Linked DNA regions of Mus musculus: region 2 is linked to region 1. A link is a contact called in public HiChIP or PLAC-seq data. All regions are on one chromosome and are shown on one strand. The core of a region is the stretch at or near the end of the contact, and the rest is flanking DNA. Distances in the headings are between cores, read along the strand shown. Region 1 overlaps Tead1 (TEA domain family member 1). Region 2 overlaps Arntl (aryl hydrocarbon receptor nuclear translocator-like).

The links. HiChIP or PLAC-seq counts read pairs in DNA pulled down with a chosen protein or histone mark.
Region 2: a FOXA1 HiChIP or PLAC-seq map of pancreatic cancer cells shows a contact between it and region 1. The contact joins two enhancer-like sites. A contact is called at or near these places in 1 of 115 datasets of contacts at active chromatin or transcription factors (pancreatic cancer cells) and 1 of 9 other capture datasets (pancreatic islet).

Annotation. Positions count from the first base shown.
Region 1 is chr7:112,718,142-112,722,445 of GRCm38.p6, reverse strand. The region is part of intron 1 of Tead1 (TEA domain family member 1); the gene reads right to left. Among named protein-coding and RNA genes, the nearest start is that of Tead1, 41 kb to the right of the region's middle. Within about 2 kb of position 1,620, at least 151 of the 459 cell types and tissues checked have an H3K27ac peak or open chromatin away from gene starts, as enhancers often do. A contact at or near this core is called in pancreatic cancer cells, where this site is marked.
Region 2 is chr7:113,240,518-113,244,490 of GRCm38.p6, reverse strand. All of the region lies in intron 2 of Arntl (aryl hydrocarbon receptor nuclear translocator-like), which reads right to left. Gm33721 (a long non-coding RNA gene) reads left to right here. Exons shown (of 3, transcript XR_003946863.1): 3 at 744-899. Among named protein-coding and RNA genes, the nearest start is that of Gm33721, 19 kb to the left of the region's middle. Within about 2 kb of position 1,555, at least 124 of the 459 cell types and tissues checked have an H3K27ac peak or open chromatin away from gene starts, as enhancers often do. A contact at or near this core is called in pancreatic cancer cells, where this site is marked.

The sequences.
Region 1 (4,304 bases), core at 371-2,870:
GCAGGTCTGCTTTGCCGTCCAGGGTGGCTTGGTTCAGCAGTTTCTTGCCATGCCTACTTACAACTGACATTAGCTGAATTTGAGAATTGTAAGGTAGAAAATTTTTACATCTAAAAACCTAATGTTTAATTTTTTGCAAAAGCCTTCAAGTCTCCTGGTCAGTGCCACTCCTTTATGGTGCCTCTTTCTCAATGTCCCTCTACCCTACTAGGAGCACTCGAATGTCCCAACTTCTTCATTACTGTTCCTGTCACTGGCCATGGCAGTGCCTGCTCAACTGTGTTCTCCTCCACTGACTGCAAGTTCCTTGGAGACAGGCCTGCATGTTCTGCTCACAGCCTAAGCCTGTCTCCCAGCCCGGTGGGAGCTCAGCTGATTATTGTGGGCATGCATGGGTTAGATAAGTGAATAGTATCCTCAGAGTCGCTCCATCTGTAAGATCCCCATAGCTCCTTCTGGCTCAGTTAGGATAACATGTTCATGTCTGTGTTGCTGGCACAGGAGACAGGTGCAACTGGACGCTGACACTTGGCCCTCTGCAACTGATTCAGTACTTAAGTATACTTTACAATGCATTTCTCAGACCCATAGCAGACTTTCAGCTTTCCCCCATACCCATTGGTTCTAAGGGGTCACGGTCTGTAGTCCAGCCCAGGCTGATCTCGAACACAGGACAATCCACCTGCCTAAACCACATGAACTGCAGGTACGCTTAAAAGGTAACTTTTAAGTATCTTGTGGTTTCCAGCTAGCCTACAGAACTATAGAAATATACCATAAATATATATAGATATATAGATAATCTCATCTAATTCTTAAACTGCAATGGTCAGCCATTTATGAATGTTTTATTTCATCCTTAGAATATCAGTGTCATGGAAAGATCTTAAGGTCAAGTTTTGGACATTTGGCTTTCAAGGTCAGTACCTTCCCTTGTGATTACAGACACATTATTTTAATCTCTACCCATCTCCATTTCCTCATCTCTAGAATGAGGAATAAAACAAATCCAACTCACAAAACGTTTCAATGTCAGAATATCCCAACTGGAAAGTCAAGAGAATAGTCATTTTAGTCCACATGCCTCCAACTTAGAAAATGCAGTTTTCCTGAATTAAGTAGCAGTTATTAGATAAACTGCTATAGTAACTGTTATGTCAGAGTAGGTGACAGAATGTCACTCATGATAAACAAGGCCACCACCAAAGCCCAGACCCAGAGACACAAAGGCCAGAGGAACCCCAGATACACTTGCAGGCTGAGAGCAAATGGGCTGCAAACGTTGGGGCCTCCTAGGCAGGCCTCACCACGTGATTCACGATAGGACCCCAAGAGAGGTGGTTGTGAGCATGGTGTCTGCGGCAACAGAAATGAGCCAACCTGGAGAGTGAGCAGGGAGGGGAGGCTAGGAGTTCCCCTTCCAAAAAGGGCAAGAGGAGCCCTGCCCCAGTCCAGCCAGTCGGGCCAGGCAGCCCACAGGGAGCTTCCCGCCTTTTTCTTCTTCTTTCTTCTGCATGAACTTTCCCAAACCAGCTCTGCCTGTTTCACGCAGGAACCCGGCTTGCGAGTGCACATTTTATTATTTCAGAAGAAAGCATCTGCAGCCGGCTAGTGAGTCATCTGTAAGCCTTGTCAATCTGCCAGCAGCCTGCTCCTCTTCATTACAAACGTAAAGATAAAAGCCCTCACTGCATTAGCCGCCATCCGCCTCCACAGACAGCACAAATAAATTAATTGTGCCTCATCGCAAACAGCGGAGAGGTGTGCAGGAGGGGGGATGGGCTCCGTGTTTCATTAACAAATTAAATAGCAACAGAGCCACCGCACACCCGGCTACACTGCCAACTTTAGATTCTCCCACCAGGCAAGCACCCGGCCAGCATCACCCAGGTAGAGCGGCCACCATTAAGTGAGGGAGGAGTGAGGGAGGGTTGGAGGAGAGGGCGGCACTGTGAGGCCAGACCTAACCTTGGCATCCCCAGTGCAAGCCTGGAGCCCAGTCACCGAGTGCCCGTCAGACGCTGAGTGCTGCTGTGGCAAGCCCCCCCCCCCTTGCAGGGGGTGTTTCCACAGTTCTCCCCAGGCAAATAAGCAAACCAGTTCTGGGGCCCTGGTATGCATGGCCCAGTGAGAGAGCCTGTCATCAAGGCGACGCTGTCATACTGAGGATAGCAAACATTCCAGAAAGAACAGGGTGAGTCAAGACCAACTTGAAAAACACGTCAGACTCCCCCATACTACCAGCTAGGATTACACCCTCAAACACACCTCTCTGAGATTTCCTGCTTTAGTCACAGGCTATTTGTTACAATGCCGCGATTCTCTTCTCAGTCTATAGTACATCATTTAGGAAAGCTGCGTTGTGAGAGAGTTGAAGGCGTGTGACTAAAAACCATTCCTTTTATGTTTTTATCTCCAAAGACACAAACATAGTGCATGGGGGTGGGGACAGGAAATGGGAGCGGGGCGGGGGGGTGGGGGGAGAACAAAGAGAAGTCTAAAAAGAAGAGGAAAAGACCCCCAACTCTCCGAATGTCACCCTATTAACTCGTGACCTGTAAGGAAGTTAAGATCACAAACAGCTAATCCAACCATAAAATATGTCCAAAGTATTTATTATACAGATGGACATTTGGGCTCAGTTGTTAATTTAGTTGGTTTGTATTTTATCTGTAAAATCCCGGAATCTAAAAAATTCTACATAGGGGGAAAAAAAATTGACCTGAGCTAGCTAGCTAGGAGCTGCCCATAAAAAGCAAAGGAAATAAAAGCTTAAGAAGAAGAATAAGTCAAGCCATATGCAACCTTTCCACGATCCAAGAAAGAACTGAACACGTGCACCCCTGACCCAAGCCTTTGTAAAACACTCAGCATCTGCAGTGGGCCACAATGTTGCAGCACAGTGGAGCTCCAGACACTCCTCTGGAAAACAACTTAGGAGTCAGTAGCCATTGAGAACTAAAAAAATTCTTTTGTCTTTTAACTCATCAAATCCTGCTTCTGGAAACTGACCCTAAGAAAATAATCTACAATCACAGTAAGTCTGCATCTCAAAGTATCATTTATTAACATCATAAAATCGGGGGGGGGGGGAGGGGGAGGAGAGACATCTAAATACCCAACAACAAAGAACTGGGAAAGTAAACTCAGTCAGTCTGTAGGATGCAGGGTGAGACCATCAAAAGTCATCCTGAGAAAGACAGCCATGAGAAAAGCATTTGCTTACGGTCTCTGTGGTGGCAAGCCTACAGATACATGACAAAGCACTTCAGTGTGGGGGTCTACTGGTTATTTTAAAAGAGCTCTCTTTTTTTTCTGCTCTTTTGTTTTGCTTCCTTTATTGTTATTAGAGATTTTTTTTGTTGTCATGATAGTTATTATTTTGGTTTTTTTGTTTGTTTGTTTTGTGAAATAAGGAAAAAAATGTAGGGTATAGAGACAACTGCTTTGCTCACATTTAAAGGAGAATCAACACCAATGGCGCACGGGAAGGGGGTAGTCGACAGACCACACTTAATCCTGGAGCCTGTGTCCTAGCTTTGCCCCCAGTGACATGTGTGACTCCCAGCAAGAAGCTTGAAGAAGAAAAGGTGACTGAGAAGAGGGTTAGAACTGTCTTTAGGCCGGGTGTGGTGGCGCACGCCTTTAACCCCAACGCTCGGGAGGCAGAGGCAGGCGAATTTCTGAGTTCGAGGCCAACCTGGTCTACAAAGTGAGTTCCAGGACAGCCAGGGCTATACAGAGAAACCCTGTCTCTCAAAAAAAAAAAAAAAAAGAACTGCCTTTAGGCAGGCTGTCTGCAAGAGGCTATGAGGTGACAGCAATATCCAGAGATGGTCCACACTGACCACTGCAGTGTCTCATTCCAAGGCCACTCTCCTCTTTGGAAAACAGTTTCTCCCTCAGTAAAAGGAAGAGGTTCCAGCACTGTCTCCAGGTCAGTCCTCTGTTAGAGCAGGGTAAAGGTGAGCATGTTAAAGTGAGGGTCCACAGCCTGCCTTTAAACGAGCTCTCCAGGCAACTCTCACACACACACCAAGGAGCACGGGGGAGCACTGAAGAGCGAGGAGCATGGGGACGGGGCCAACAGCTTCCAAGTCCCAATATCCACACTCCTATGCCCATCTCCCCACCCACATCAAACTGCAGAGGAGGGGTGGGGGCTTTACTCAGAGGCTGGCGCTCTCTCCATTCAACACTTCACCGCAAAACAGTTGTAGTGTTTAGAAGAACAGAGGGCACAAGACAGTGGTGTTTCCTAGCTTCTTCTTTGCAGATGAAATCATCCCTGGGCTCACAAGACA
Region 2 (3,973 bases), core at 306-2,805, 520 kb before region 1:
ACAGCTACCTTAGAACAGAAGTGAGTAGGAGAGGAAAGTGTGCCATCATGAATGACTTTGAAGCATAACAAATGCTTTCAGATGATTCTGGGCCCATGATGAAGAAAATGGCAGAACAGCAGCCTGCACCAAGCAGGCTGAAGGAGCAGCAGCCCGAATCCAACCCAAGGCATGGATGCTTTAGGGGATCGGGGTAGGGGTGGCACTGGGGTAAAGAGGCCTGGGTCTAGACTGCAGCCCCCAGTGCATACCTGCTACACTAACCTTTCTAAGCCTCAGTTTTCTTACACACAGGGAACAAGGCATAGCCTGTTTCCCAAAGCTGCCTGATGTTCTTGAAACTGAAGGGCAGGTATGTGGCTGGCATACAGCAAACATGGGAGGCGAGTGTGGGATGGAGTGGTGGCAGTGTCTTCTTTGCTAAGGCACAGTAAGCAGAGAAAAGGGGTGGAAAGAGACAGCCATGGGAAAGCACAGGTGAAACCCAAGGATATTAAATAGGACCTTTGAGGGCTCACCACAGCACAAAGAAACTACTCAGGAAAGAGGTGTGGATGGGGGGTGGGGGCCTGGGGCCCAAGGCTAGCCTTGGCTCCACAGCAAGTCTGAGGCTAGCTAGATGACATGAGAATTTGCTGAAAATGGTGGGGTGGGGCATGCAGTGGGGAGAGAAGAGAGAAAAGAAATTTCCTTAAGAAGTTCTAAGCCTCTGTTTGTGTTTGTGGTTTTTTTTTTTTTTTTAGAATGGAATGGAAAAGAAGAAAGCATAAAGAGAGAAAACAGGAAGAGAAAAGAGATGCACTAACTTTGAATATACCAACATATTGGCAGAGATCAAAGGAAGTTAACATGTGTACCCAAAGAACCATGCCGTTTTAATGAACAACACTGCCTATGAATAATTCATGGATTTCATTTTCTCTACAACTCTTATTCAATCTTCAATACCCTACTTGCTTGAAAGCCCATATACCCCAACCTCCACCTAGACAGTCATTTTCTTGTTCCTGTTGACCTAGGCAGGGTATAGTTGTGTAGACCAGACTGGCCTGGAACTTGCTACATACGCCAGACTGACTCCAACCTTGTAGTGATTCCTCCTGCCTCTCTTCCCAAAATCTTGGTTTATAGCACCATGCCTGACAGGAAGAAAGACAGATCATTCCTAACTAACATGAGAAGATGACCGTAGCTATCAATGTCAGATTCTGACCTATGTACAGTTATTTACCTAAACTAGACACACAGCTAGGGGGTTCTGTCTTGATTTTTTTGGGGGGGGCACCATTCACAGTACCTAACTTTCTTCTAATCTCCAGACTGAAGTCAGTAGTACATCTGTCCTAGCAGCAAGTAATAGGATGAGCAAAGGCATGGCCATCTGAGAGCAGGATTTCTCAGGCTCACACACACCAGGGGTCACTGTCAGTGAACCCAGAACTTACTGTAGGATGTTAAATGTTTATCATTTAAAGCAAATACTTCAGTACTAGCGACAGCCGTGGACATGCTTCTCCCTGCCAGGTGCTGTCCAGGCAGTTGGCACCCAGGCTGGCCAATGTGGGTCACACAGTTAACTGGGCACGAGGCCAGTAAGGGCCTGTCTGACAAAGCCGCCTCAGACAGAAAAATGAAGAGCTTAGAGCCAAACCTTGTAAAACAGTGCTCAGAAATTTTTGCCAACGCCAGAACAACACACATTTGCTCTGACAATGCTATGGAGGTGGAACCGGGGATTCTCAGTGTGCTCCTGTGTCACCTCACTCATCTGTCACAGCCTTTCCTGTGCTCTGAGGCCTTCTAAGGTGTCCCATGGCTACTTCTGGAAACAATGCTTATGATAGCAGATCGTTGGGGTTTCCTACACGTGAGAATCTCACACAGGGTACATCTCTCTCTTGTCACGGTGCCACCTGCAGAACAGGAACAGCCTGGTGGTTTGCCTCAGGGCAGGGCACTGAAGCAGCTTGTCTCCAGAGCCTACGGCCAGGTGACAAGTGCCCTCTGAAGGAGGCTTGGGGACTATCTGCACTTTCAGGGCATCTTAGTCTGCAGCCAGAAACAGTGCCCGATCCTCACTATCACCCCCACTCCCTGCCCCCACTGTCCCCTTTCCCTACCTGGTCAGAAGCCATTTCTGTTTTTGTTTTTCTCACTAAATAGCAGTGTGAGTCATTTGGACTTGAGCCATACTGGCCTTAGAAAGCCCTAACAGCCTGGTAAGATGCCCTGGGGAACCCGCTTCCTCTGTGGCCCAGCCCCTGACCAGCTGCTTGGAGTCCACACCAAATTTTCACATCACTGGACTCTGGGAGGAGGGTCCCGATGACCACGTAAGCCAGTGGTCATAGAGTGCAAAGCAGGGAGGAGGGTTCCTTCAGACTGGGCAAGGAGAAAGTATTTCTTTAGCCAAGAGCAATGATATATTATTCAAAGTGACACATTAGTCCCCTGAGAAGTGAAGGTGTGGCTGAGTGATAAATTACGCAAGAGAAACACAGCAGCAGCAGCAGGATGTGCATCTGCGCCGTGAAACAGCTGTTCTTAAGGAAGTAACTTCAGTTTCTCCCGTGCCCTTTCTGTAGAACCCTGAGACTGCAGACACTAACTCCAGGGCTACTCTGGGCCCCAATGAGCTCCAGAAGGACCAGGGTGGCAGGCACACAGGTCATAATGACCCGCGTGGTCAGTCATTCTTGGGAGTGTATGCAGGTCCACATACCAGCCTCTGTCCTAGGAGGCCCAGCGACTCCTTTCATTACAGGAAAGGGAAAAAAAAAAAAAAAGACAAGGGGACAAGGGGGATCCAGGTAGACAAGACCACAAAAAGGGGCAGACTCCACCAAGCCTCCATGCTTCCTTAGCAGATGGCTCCATTGCCGATCCCAGGTAGTAGGGCTTGGGTAATGTCATGGCGTAACAAAAGTAAGTTCTACAGAGCAGAGGGTCTGCCAGGCTCTTTCACAGTCAGCACCCAGACAAGGGCAAGGGAGACTCCAGGGATGAGTGACTGGTTCCTTAGGCTGTCAGTCAGCATAGGCAGGACACCTACTTATAAATTTAGTTACCGTCGCCATCCTTGGGCTCACAGGGGTTGCCCAACATGGGAACAAACAGCCATTTGCCATAAGGACACAAATAACTGTGAGATGACATCTGTGATGAATGATGGCCAGGAGGAGGAGAAGGATGGGTTGCTGGGACACATGACTTGGGACATAGAAGAATGGGCACAAGCACACATTGGCAGCCTGGAACCTGGGACTAGCCTCCTCACTGTCAGAGTCCGTCAGGCCTTGGTGTCCTGTATGGTGTGTTCTGGGTAGTCACAACAGTACCTCAGTTTAAATGGTCTGAGCCCCTACATGCAGTAGCTTCCCACCAAGCACTTTGGCAGTGCTTGACACACACAGAGCTGTCAATCAGGGGTGGACAATGATATGTAAAAATCAATGGTTAGACCTAACCTTCTGAACTGAGGAGATGGCTCAGAGCTGGAGAGCTTGTCTAGCATGTGAAGGCCTTAGGCTCAATCCCCAATACCAAAGCCAGATTCTATTTCCTCCCTAAGGAAGAACCTAGCTTTCTTATCAAGGAAGGCTTTCCACTGAATTTGATGAAATGCAAGGACCTCACAGACATGGGATGGGTAAGACAGGGTAAAATGTTTTCCATGCAGAATGAGCAGCTGTGGAAAGTCCCTGCACAGGGAGGAAGTCTGAAAGGAAGGAAGGCAGCTGAGAGCCTGTTCAGGTACCCTGGTCAGCAAGACACCTCTGGGCCTAGAACAGCTCTTCTGGGAAGCCTTCCTAGCTTGCTGGGAGCACACAGATAAGGGCTGCATTCTTGGCACAGCATCTCAGTTCTACAAAGAAGGAAGTGAAGGAGGCTGGCATGGAGCCCAAAGTCCCCCACAAAAGCATATACCCTAATGTGCTCTAAACTCAGCAACTACATTAGTTGCTGGATGGAA